3 separate regions of the Mus musculus genome follow, and regions 1 and 3 are each linked to region 2. A link is a contact called in public HiChIP or PLAC-seq and promoter capture Hi-C data. All regions are on one chromosome and are shown on one strand. The core of a region is the stretch at or near the end of the contact, and the rest is flanking DNA. Distances in the headings are between cores, read along the strand shown. Region 1 holds the start of Fhdc1 (FH2 domain containing 1). Region 2 holds the start of Tlr2 (toll-like receptor 2). Region 3 overlaps Dchs2 (dachsous cadherin related 2).

Evidence for each region. Promoter capture Hi-C pulls out the DNA fragments that hold promoters and counts their contacts. HiChIP or PLAC-seq counts read pairs in DNA pulled down with a chosen protein or histone mark.
Region 1: a promoter capture Hi-C map of pre-B cells shows a contact between it and region 2. The contact joins the promoter of Fhdc1 here to the promoter of Tlr2 in region 2. A contact is called at or near these places in 3 of 39 promoter capture datasets (cranial neural crest, pre-B cells and stem cell-derived epiblast-like cells) and 1 of 115 datasets of contacts at active chromatin or transcription factors (embryonic forebrain).
Region 3: a contact with region 2 is called in an H3K4me3 HiChIP or PLAC-seq map of embryonic limb bud, with 9 times the contacts expected there. The contact joins the enhancer-like site here to the promoter of Tlr2 in region 2. A contact is called at or near these places in 3 of 39 promoter capture datasets (the 3T3-L1 cell line, embryonic stem cells and hippocampal neurons), 4 of 484 Hi-C or Micro-C datasets (B cells, the C2C12 cell line and uterus) and 5 of 115 datasets of contacts at active chromatin or transcription factors (astrocytes, embryonic forebrain, embryonic limb bud and 2 more).

Annotation. Positions count from the first base shown.
Region 1 is chr3:84,478,081-84,481,043 of GRCm38.p6, reverse strand. It overlaps Fhdc1 (FH2 domain containing 1), which reads left to right and starts at 1,553. Exons shown (of 12, transcript NM_001205355.1): 1 at 1,553-1,695.
Region 2 is chr3:83,840,348-83,843,122 of GRCm38.p6, reverse strand. It overlaps Tlr2 (toll-like receptor 2), which reads left to right and starts at 1,515. Exons shown (of 3, transcript NM_011905.3): 1 at 1,515-1,603; 2 at 1,987-2,234.
Region 3 is chr3:83,285,348-83,288,365 of GRCm38.p6, reverse strand. It overlaps Dchs2 (dachsous cadherin related 2), which reads right to left. Exons shown (of 20, transcript NM_001357165.2): 10 at 2,923-3,018. Among named protein-coding and RNA genes, the nearest start is that of Gm10710, 160 kb to the right of the region's middle. Within about 2 kb of position 1,260, at least 58 of the 459 cell types and tissues checked have an H3K27ac peak or open chromatin away from gene starts, as enhancers often do. A contact at or near this core is called in the C2C12 cell line and embryonic limb bud, where this site is marked.

The DNA.
Region 1 (2,963 bases), core at 304-2,803, 640 kb before region 2:
GGGTGGGAAAACAAGTGGGAGAAGAGACGTGCTCCACAGGGGATCAGACCTCTACACCGCTCTGGACCTCCTGAGAAGCGCTAAGCTCCAAAGAGAAGCTGTGGAGTGGAGCGGAGGTGTGTGAATGTGTGTGTGTGATATAAAGGTGCATGCGTGCCTACGAATGTGCGTGGGGTGTTCTTGCGTGTGCGCGGGATAGGGTGTCCAGGAGACTGCCGCAGAGGTTCCTTTTGTGGAAGGCGGTGACCTGCTCAGTAGCGACCGTGGCGCCTCCCACTTCGCTCCATTAGGACACCAAGGCTCATCTTTTCCCTGCAGCAATTTCCATCGTCCTCTGTGGTTGCCCGCCCAGCCCCGAGCTGGTCTTCAGGTGCCAGGAGCAGCGTGCTGGGCGGCGGCTTTCGAGTCTCGGGAGCCCGGAGCTGGCGAGGGCGAGCTCAGTGGCGGTGCTGTTCGGGTTGAAGGGGGAGCGAGGGAAGCAGCAGAGCAGGAAAGGGCGTGCTGTCCTTTGCGGCCGGCTGGAGGAGCAGCCGGGTAGGCAGCATTGTTACCTGCAGCGGCCCCGCCCCTCCGCACCGCCCTGCCCCCTCACCGTCCCCGGCCTGCAGTCCTGCGGAGAGACGGCGGCGCCGGGACAGCGGGCGGAGGCTGCGCGGGCGCCGGGAGCGGGGGCGCGGTGAGTGCGGGACGACGGGAGCTAGGGCCCGGGCTGCCAGGCTGGGTTCGGGATGCTGGGCTGAGCAGCGGCGCGGGGAGGATGCGGTGAAGCGCGAGCTCTGTTCCGGATTCCGGGGACCTGATCCTGGAGCGCAGGCCCTGTGCCCCGAGGCGCATATGCGCCCGACTGGCTCGGCATCGGACCCTGAGCTCGGTGTAGCGCTGTCCGCGGGTGGGACCTCGGAGGTTTGATTAGCTTTCGTGGCACTTATGCGGGTCGCGCAGGTCACAGAAGTCCCTTTTAGCGAGGACTCGCTCCTGCTATAGTGATGTGGGGGTAGACTTCCAATGACTGCACACCTCCCTGGAAGTTCACCTCCGAAGTGGCGTCGGCGCTTGTGGAGTGGCGGGTTGGCAGTCACCCATGGTCCCCGAGCGTGACGGTTCCCCAGCCCCAGAGACTCCTTTTTGCGTTTCTGTCGCGGGTTCATTCCCCCTCTCTCGGTGCAAAACCGCAGTGCGGCCGAGAGCCCTTCTCCCAGGAGCCCACGCTGGGGACTACACGGTATCGCCGCAGCGGTGGTCCAAGCGGCTGGCGGCCACTGTTCCGTGAACCACGAGCTCCATAGAGAGCTGGGACCCCGGTTTGGGCGGGGAAGCTTGGACAGGACGAGCCACCCCCGGTCGGATAGGCACAGAAGAAGCCCCAGGGGTTTCGCGGCTGGCCTCCATGGCCTCTGAGATGGTCCGAGACTGGAGAGTGCGGGGCACTCATGGAAGCTGAGAGTCCATCCTTTCCCGGGAGGGTTGTCCCTACTGTCCCTGCTAGGGATCCTGCGTGGCGCGTGTGGGCGTCTCTTCGCCGCGGACGCGCGCCTTCCCGGCCCAGATAAGGCGGCCTCTGAGCTAGTGCGGGGACCGCCCATTCGAAGCTCGTCTGCTGTCCCGGGATCCTGGGCTGCGCAGCTGCGGGACGCTGGTAGCCTCGGGGGGCTTGGGCTAAGCGCCTCGGGAGCCGGCGGAGCCAAGGGCCTTTTGGTGAGTGGATTCGCCAAAGCGAGGGGCTAGAGACCGAAAGAGGTAGTGGGCAAGACTTGGGACTTCGTCCATCCTGACTGGAAAGAAATCTTTCTGGGTGCTCCCTCCCTCCCCTGTTCCGGGCGAGTTTCATAAAGACCTGGAGCTAGTGTTTAAAGAAATTCTACTTTGAGTTGGACACCCTGCGAGCACCCTCTTTAGTCCCCGTTGTCTTCCTGGAGCTTCTGTCTCTCCGAGAGCATCCTTCGGCTCTCCTGGGCCTATTCTTCCTGGTTTGGGAACTAGGGGAGAAGAGACTGGAAATGTGCTATCAGAAACAGGCAGCTGTGAATGTTTGTTTATGTGACGTGACAGATTAAACCTGCCGTCGTGGGTACTCTAGGCCGGCTGAAGGGCCAGGTAAGACTGCTGCTCGCAAACTGACTGTATTTCTTGATCAAGAAAGGGTTTGAAAAGACAGGTCGAGGTGGAGAGATGTTCCTTAAGGAGTGAGTAGAGAGAAGAGAATAGTATTAACGAAAGGCGGGAACTTCCCCCAGCCCTCTCTCTCTTTTCCCAACTAAGAATACTGTGTATGTAGCTTAGCCTCTTCCTCAGTTCCTCAGGTGGACGGGCTGCACTCCCAGCTCAGGCTCATCTGTGACACATGTCAAGAGGCAAGAGGAAAGCCATCTGGCTCTGTGTCACTTTTTATTACTGTTGAACAGAGCGTGCAGACCCTCCTTTGAGAAAGCTCTGGTTAGAGCTAGGGGCCACACAGCTCTTCCAGGAACCCTTAGGAATGGTCTTATTCTAACCCTGTGTGCTGGCTGATCATACGCTGAAGGTTAAGTTCTTGATCATAGCATCCCTCACTGAAATTGGAGTTAAAAGATGCTGAGCTGAGCAGCAGAGCAGCATCCCCAGCGGGAGGGACAGTAACCCCACCTCTGATGACCGGTGGTGGTTATCACTCAGCAGACTTGAAGATGGGTTCTGTCATCAGAAAGCCTATTGGTGACAGCTCTGCATTTAACGGCCTCCTCGCTGTAGGGGAGACGTTAAATACAAGCCTGCCTGTGTTTGTCTTAGGGAGATTGATGGGATAGTTGAAGGTTCCCAGACAGAATCGGGGCTGATTCCATTGTCTCTGCTGCCAACTGCCAACTGTGAGAGGCAGGGGACCATGTCATGTGTCGGGGTGTTTGCATCACCTGCATTTCTCTCGGTGTCTTTGAGATTGTGTGGAGTCATCTCTATTATGGAAAGTATGGTAGAATTATTTTTTT
Region 2 (2,775 bases), core at 266-2,765:
GTTCTCAACCCGTGGGTTGAGACCCCATGGTGGTTGCATATATATTTTCATTACTATTCTTAACAGTAGGAAAATTACAATTATAAAGTACCAACAAAAATAATTTTATGGTTGGGAGTCATCACAACATGAGGAACCGTACTGAAGGGTTGCAGGGTTAGGAAGGTTGACAACCTATAAGGACAAGGGATGTGGAGCTGAGGGGAAGAGACCCCCTGGGTTTAAGGGAAAAATTCTGACTTCAAATCTCAGCTGCTATTTCTGATTCACAGGACATTTTCTTGTGAAAATGGGGGTAAGGTTGCTTGCTCTGCATCCAATCTCGCCTTGCCGAGGTCAAATGGGATCACAGGCACCCGAGGCAGGTGATTAACTTGTTTTAAAGTAGGGGGTTTCCCCTTACAACTGGAATATGGAGCCACATCTCCACCATGAAGCAAACCAATCTACGCTGTTTTCAGAATCACTCTGCGATGCAGCTATGGGATAGAGAAAGGGAAGTACTTAGCTTCAAAGCCATAGATAGAAGTGGGGGCCCCGAATCTTCCCCATGCTTAGAAGGGGGGCTGTTCTGGGGGCCAAGGAAAGAGAAACATATCTGTGCCATCCTTATCCATTCATATCCCAAGCACAATGCTGCCATTCAGGTCTGCATGGAGGCTGGTAGACTCTGTTATCAGATGCTGAGCAGAAATGGATCCCAGAGACATAAGGGCAGGGGGACAAAGTGTTGAAAAGGAGGAGAAAGAGAAAATATTCCTGAGCCCAAGTTGCAACCTCTGAGGATGGAGAGATAGCAAAAGAGTTCAAAAGATGTGTTTGAGGGAGAAGTGAGATTCTGAGATTAGAGTAGTTAGAGTTAGGACCTGGGTCTTGGCAGCCCTGGCTGTCTAGCCTATCCTTTTGGGCCTCGATAGGGTATTTAAATGATTATCAGTAGACAGCAGAAAAGTAGCTATTCAGTGTAGCCACATCAGGAAGACAACTAAATAATGAGGGTGTACGACGCCCCCATCCTAAGTTCAGCATCCTGTCACCACAGGTTTAGATTTAGATAATACAGAAAGAATCCATAAGTAGGCAGTTTTGGTCAAGGTGTGCTATCCCCCCGAGTCATTCAGCCATCATTGTCCAGGCCTCCAGTGTTTTCCTCATGGTGAACTGATAAAAACTCCCTGTGACTGGCACAGGGCTGTAATTTTTTAACGTTTCCTAGCTGGAGCATTCCAATAACCAAAGAGAGTGCGTCTCTTCAGAATATCCTCTTCCTTCCAGAATCCTTGCAGCAGCTCAACTCAGCCAAAAGGCGAGCTGGGAGGCAGCTTTCTCTTTAGGACACCTGGGGAATTCCCACACGGAGCCTCTGGACTTTCAGTTCTGTTTTGCCTGCCCTGTGGCTCCTGCCAGCTCTGATGCCAGGCTCCGTTCCCCTTGCAGACCCCTGTGGGCGGCGCTTGCCGCACCGGGGGCGGTGCTGGCGACCGGGAAGTTCGGGGCCCTGACCTGGGGACATCCCCTTCCCTCACTTCCAGGTCTTCAGTCTTCCTAGGCTGGTGCCCAGATGGCTAGTGGGCACGGGGAGCGGCGGCTGGAGGACTCCTAGGTAGGTGGATCGGTCCTGCTGCCGGGTTGCTGCACCCCTCCCCGGACAGGGTCGAATCGACCGGGGCGGCCGCTGTGCTGTGCGGGGACCTGGTTTCCAAAGTGAAGCACCTGCGCCCCCAGCCGGGCGGATCAGCTTTGGGGCCAGATGTTTGTTTCCTGCTGTGATCCCTGCAGGAAGAGGGACACCCAGGGAAGAGGGGGCCACCGGAGAGCTGCAGCCACTGTCCCAGAGCCCGCGGCTGTGTGATCTGCGTCTTTACAGCCTTTCTGGCCCTGGGGTCACAGAAGGGAGTGTCTGTAGTGTCTCTGAACCCTGGGAAGCTAGGGTGAACGGTGACGCTGTCCCAACTTACATCCAGTCCACCCCTCTCTTGTCCCCAGGCTCCGGGCAGGCGGTCACTGGCAGGAGATGTGTCCGCAATCATAGTTTCTGATGGTGAAGGTTGGACGGCAGTCTCTGCGACCTAGAAGTGGAAAAGATGTCGTTCAAGGAGGTGCGGACTGTTTCCTTCTGACCAGGATCTTGTTTCTGAGTGTAGGGGCTTCACTTCTCTGCTTTTCGTTCATCTCTGGAGCATCCGAATTGCATCACCGGTCAGAAAACAACTTACCGAAACCTCAGACAAAGCGTGAGTGGAGTCTTTTAATAAGTATCTTATGACTTCTTCAGTCCTATAAACGAGAACCTTGTGTTTACATCTTAGATGTCAGGAAAAGGCTTTTCTAGTTTCAAAAAGGAGAAATATTATTTCGGGTGTAAAACGCTCAGATTGCCTGGAGGCTTTTGATCTGACAGAAAGTTCTTCAGCAAAGAGCAAATGGTAGGTAAGGTGGCTGGACTCAGACGGAGAGACCCTTTTCCTCCCCAAAAGGGAAATATTATGAGTACTGGAAAATATCTTATTTCACTACACTCGAAGTTTTTTGTTGTTTTTTTGTTTTTTTGTTTGTTTTGTTTTTGTTTTGTTTTGTTTTGTTTTTCTGTTCTAAGCAAAGAACACTTGCACCTTAAACCTTTAATTAGTGAATACAAAAACTGCCAGGCATTGACAGTATGTTTTGGAAGTTTCTAAGCTACCAAGTTTTTGTTTGTTTGTTTGTTCTAAATTTATAAGTTAACATTTAACGGGATAAGTGCCCAATGAAAAATCACCCTCCCATTTAAAGAAG
Region 3 (3,018 bases), core at 11-2,510, 550 kb after region 2:
GGACTTCGAATGCCAAACAGCACTGAGTGGTTACGTTTCAAAAATCTGCATTCTAGAATGCCAGAACACATATGCTCAGCTCTCTGGTATTAAGTAACACTATAGTATTTCTTTAATACATACTATAAAGTAAACCATTCATAAATTCCAACCCGATGCCAGTTATGTTAAAATCCCAAGTACGTCATTTAATTCTCATGCATAATCCTGTTCCATTCTTTTAACCCACTAAGTGCAAAAAGAAGAAAAAGAAAAGGAAAGGGGAAAAACACAAAAAGAAAAAAGATCCAGAAGAAATATATTCAAATACACACACACACACACACACACACACACTCATATGTATTTACAAAAACACCTGCTTAATCGCTTAACAGATCTGGCTTCATTAAAAACACAGTAAATACAGTACTTGTATGAAATTCTCCAAAAATATTTTTAAAATTTTTATCAATTTGATAAAAAAAGAAAACAAAAATCTTTCAGTAATCCAAACCATCTCCAAGACATGTAAGATGAGATGAAGTTTGGGGGGGATGTTAAGTTGTACTTTAAACATCCACAAGTGTAAAGCTGCAAAAGTAATAACTGTACATCTGAATTTTCAGTTGTATTTTTGATGTCTATAATGATAAGGTTTCAACTCAAAAGAAAGTAACTACACAGCAAAGAAAGAAAAAAGAAAAAGAGAGGGGGGCGAGGGAGGGAGGGAGGGAGGGAGGAAGGAAGGAAGGAAGGAAAAAGAAAGAAAGAAGGAAAGAAAGAAAGAAAGAAAGAAAGAAAGAAAGAAAGAACGAGAGAGAGAGAAAGAAAGAAAGAAAGAAAGGAAGGAAGGAAGGAAGGAAGGAAGGAAGGAAGGAAGGAAGGAAGGAAGGAAGGAAGGAAGAAAGAAAAAGTAGACAGATTTGCATATGGCAGTCTTGTTAATACTTTCAGAGAGGGGGGTAGAAATTTTTTTTCATCTTTTCAAATATAAAAGAAAAAGAAATGCCTGTATATAGTAGAATCCTGTACAGGCAATAAAATTAACGAAGTGTGGCCAAGGGGGAAAAAAAGATTGCAGGCTGCTAAGCTGCTCATCAGCAGTGTCTTCAGCCTACGCGATCCTTCGGAGGCTCCTGCTGATGGTTACAGCAGCAACCATGGACGAGAACATTGCTGAACTAGGACCACTGTGAAACGGGCAGCTTGAGTGTGTTCCCCATTGTTCCTGTCACCCAAAAGCAAACAGGGATGGAAAAGCGCTAACTTCTAAGCAGGGACCGAGAGCAGCTGTGAGCATGCTCTGTTCTGTCCATGTCCGAGGAAAAGTCTTTGATCACACTGCCCCTCTCTGGTCAAAGAGGGAAAATTACGTTAGCCCTTGAAAAGCGTCCCTAAACATGTTAGACAAATTCACATCAAAGGCTCATCGATGCACAGTGGTGTTTCCCAAGAGATCAGAGCAGCTGAGCAATTTAGAACTTAGTTTGAAAGCTAAAGAAATCTATCGTTTACTCTTCTGATCAACATTTATGGGAGAAACACCACTGAGAGCCCTCTCGGGGTTGTGGAAACGTAAGTGCAAATTTTACAAATGTAAGTTTTAAAGACTGGTTAATTAGATGGTTTGCAATAATTCTGATGGGAAAACTCAGAAAGTGCTGTTAATAGCAAAACCTGAAACACCGAGCTGTCAATTTTATCACGATTTAGTTTAAAATAAAAACGGAATGTCATTAAATCTACTGTGCCTTAGACATCCAAAGAGCCTCAGCGCTGTTCAAGAGCAAGTCGGAGACACTCATGAATTCCCTGCCACCGTAACTGCCCATTTTAGATTTTTGTGTCTCTATTCTGTGTTCATTGTAAAACTAAAAATGGTAGTTGACATTGCTATTGACTGTGCCAGATATTCATACAGTCTTTCTTTCCACACAGTCATGCCTTCATACTTCTAACAGGACGACATATTAAGCACCACAATTGTCTCCATTTTACAGACAAGAAGAACAGAGAGGTTGGTTAGTAACTTCTTCCAAGTTGCACAGCTTTAGGGAGAGATAATTCTGAGATTCAAACTTGGGCTGTGTGACGTGAGCTCATGAGCCCTTGGAGCGAGCCTGTCCTGCACTGAGGAGATGAAGAAGCACTGAGGAGATGAAGAAGCACTGGGGAGATGAAGAAGCACTGAGGAGATGAAGAAGCACTGAGGAGATGAAGAAGCACTGGGGAGATGAAGAAGCACTGGGGAGATGAAGAAGCACTGGGGAGATGAAGAAGCACTGGGGAGATGAAGAAGCACTGGGGAGGTGAAGAAGCACTGAGGAGATGAAGAAGCACTGAAGAGATGAAGAAGCACTGAGGAGATGAAGAAGCACTGAGGAGATGAAGAAGCACTACACTTCTCACGCTCAGTGCATCCAGTGTGCTGAGATAAATGTGGCCACGTGGGTACCTCTGCTTGCTGCATCCTCGTGAAAATCAATAAGTTATGTGTTTATTAGGCAGGTGCCACTCCAGATAATAATAAGGATCAACACAAACAGATGCTAGACAAAAACAAGCACCAGCTACAGCTTTTCGTTTCATGTATGCTTTGAAAATACTTGATATTTGAGGTAAGTGGTAACTCTGTTTCCCCATAGCTATTATTTTTCTTAATTTGTTTACTGTTAGTGTTTATGGGTAAGTACATGCACAGTACACATGCGGTATAGCACATGTGTGGAAGTCTAAAAAGAACACTCCAGAATCATTTATCTTCTATCATGGGTTCCAGAAAGCCAACCCAGGTTACTCGGCTCCCTGGCAGCCATTTTCCTACTGTGTTATCTATGTCTCTCATAGGCTACTCTCTCCCATGAGTACTATTTTATATTAACTATATAACTCTTACATGCTTTTTTTTTAATAGCATCTACTACCTATTTTTCAGATTACCTGAATCCGTGTCTTCAGCTTCAACCCTTGTAACAAACACCCCTGGACTTTGGTTTTCTTTAACTGAAGTTTCATACAGAAGTTGCTTAAATGCTG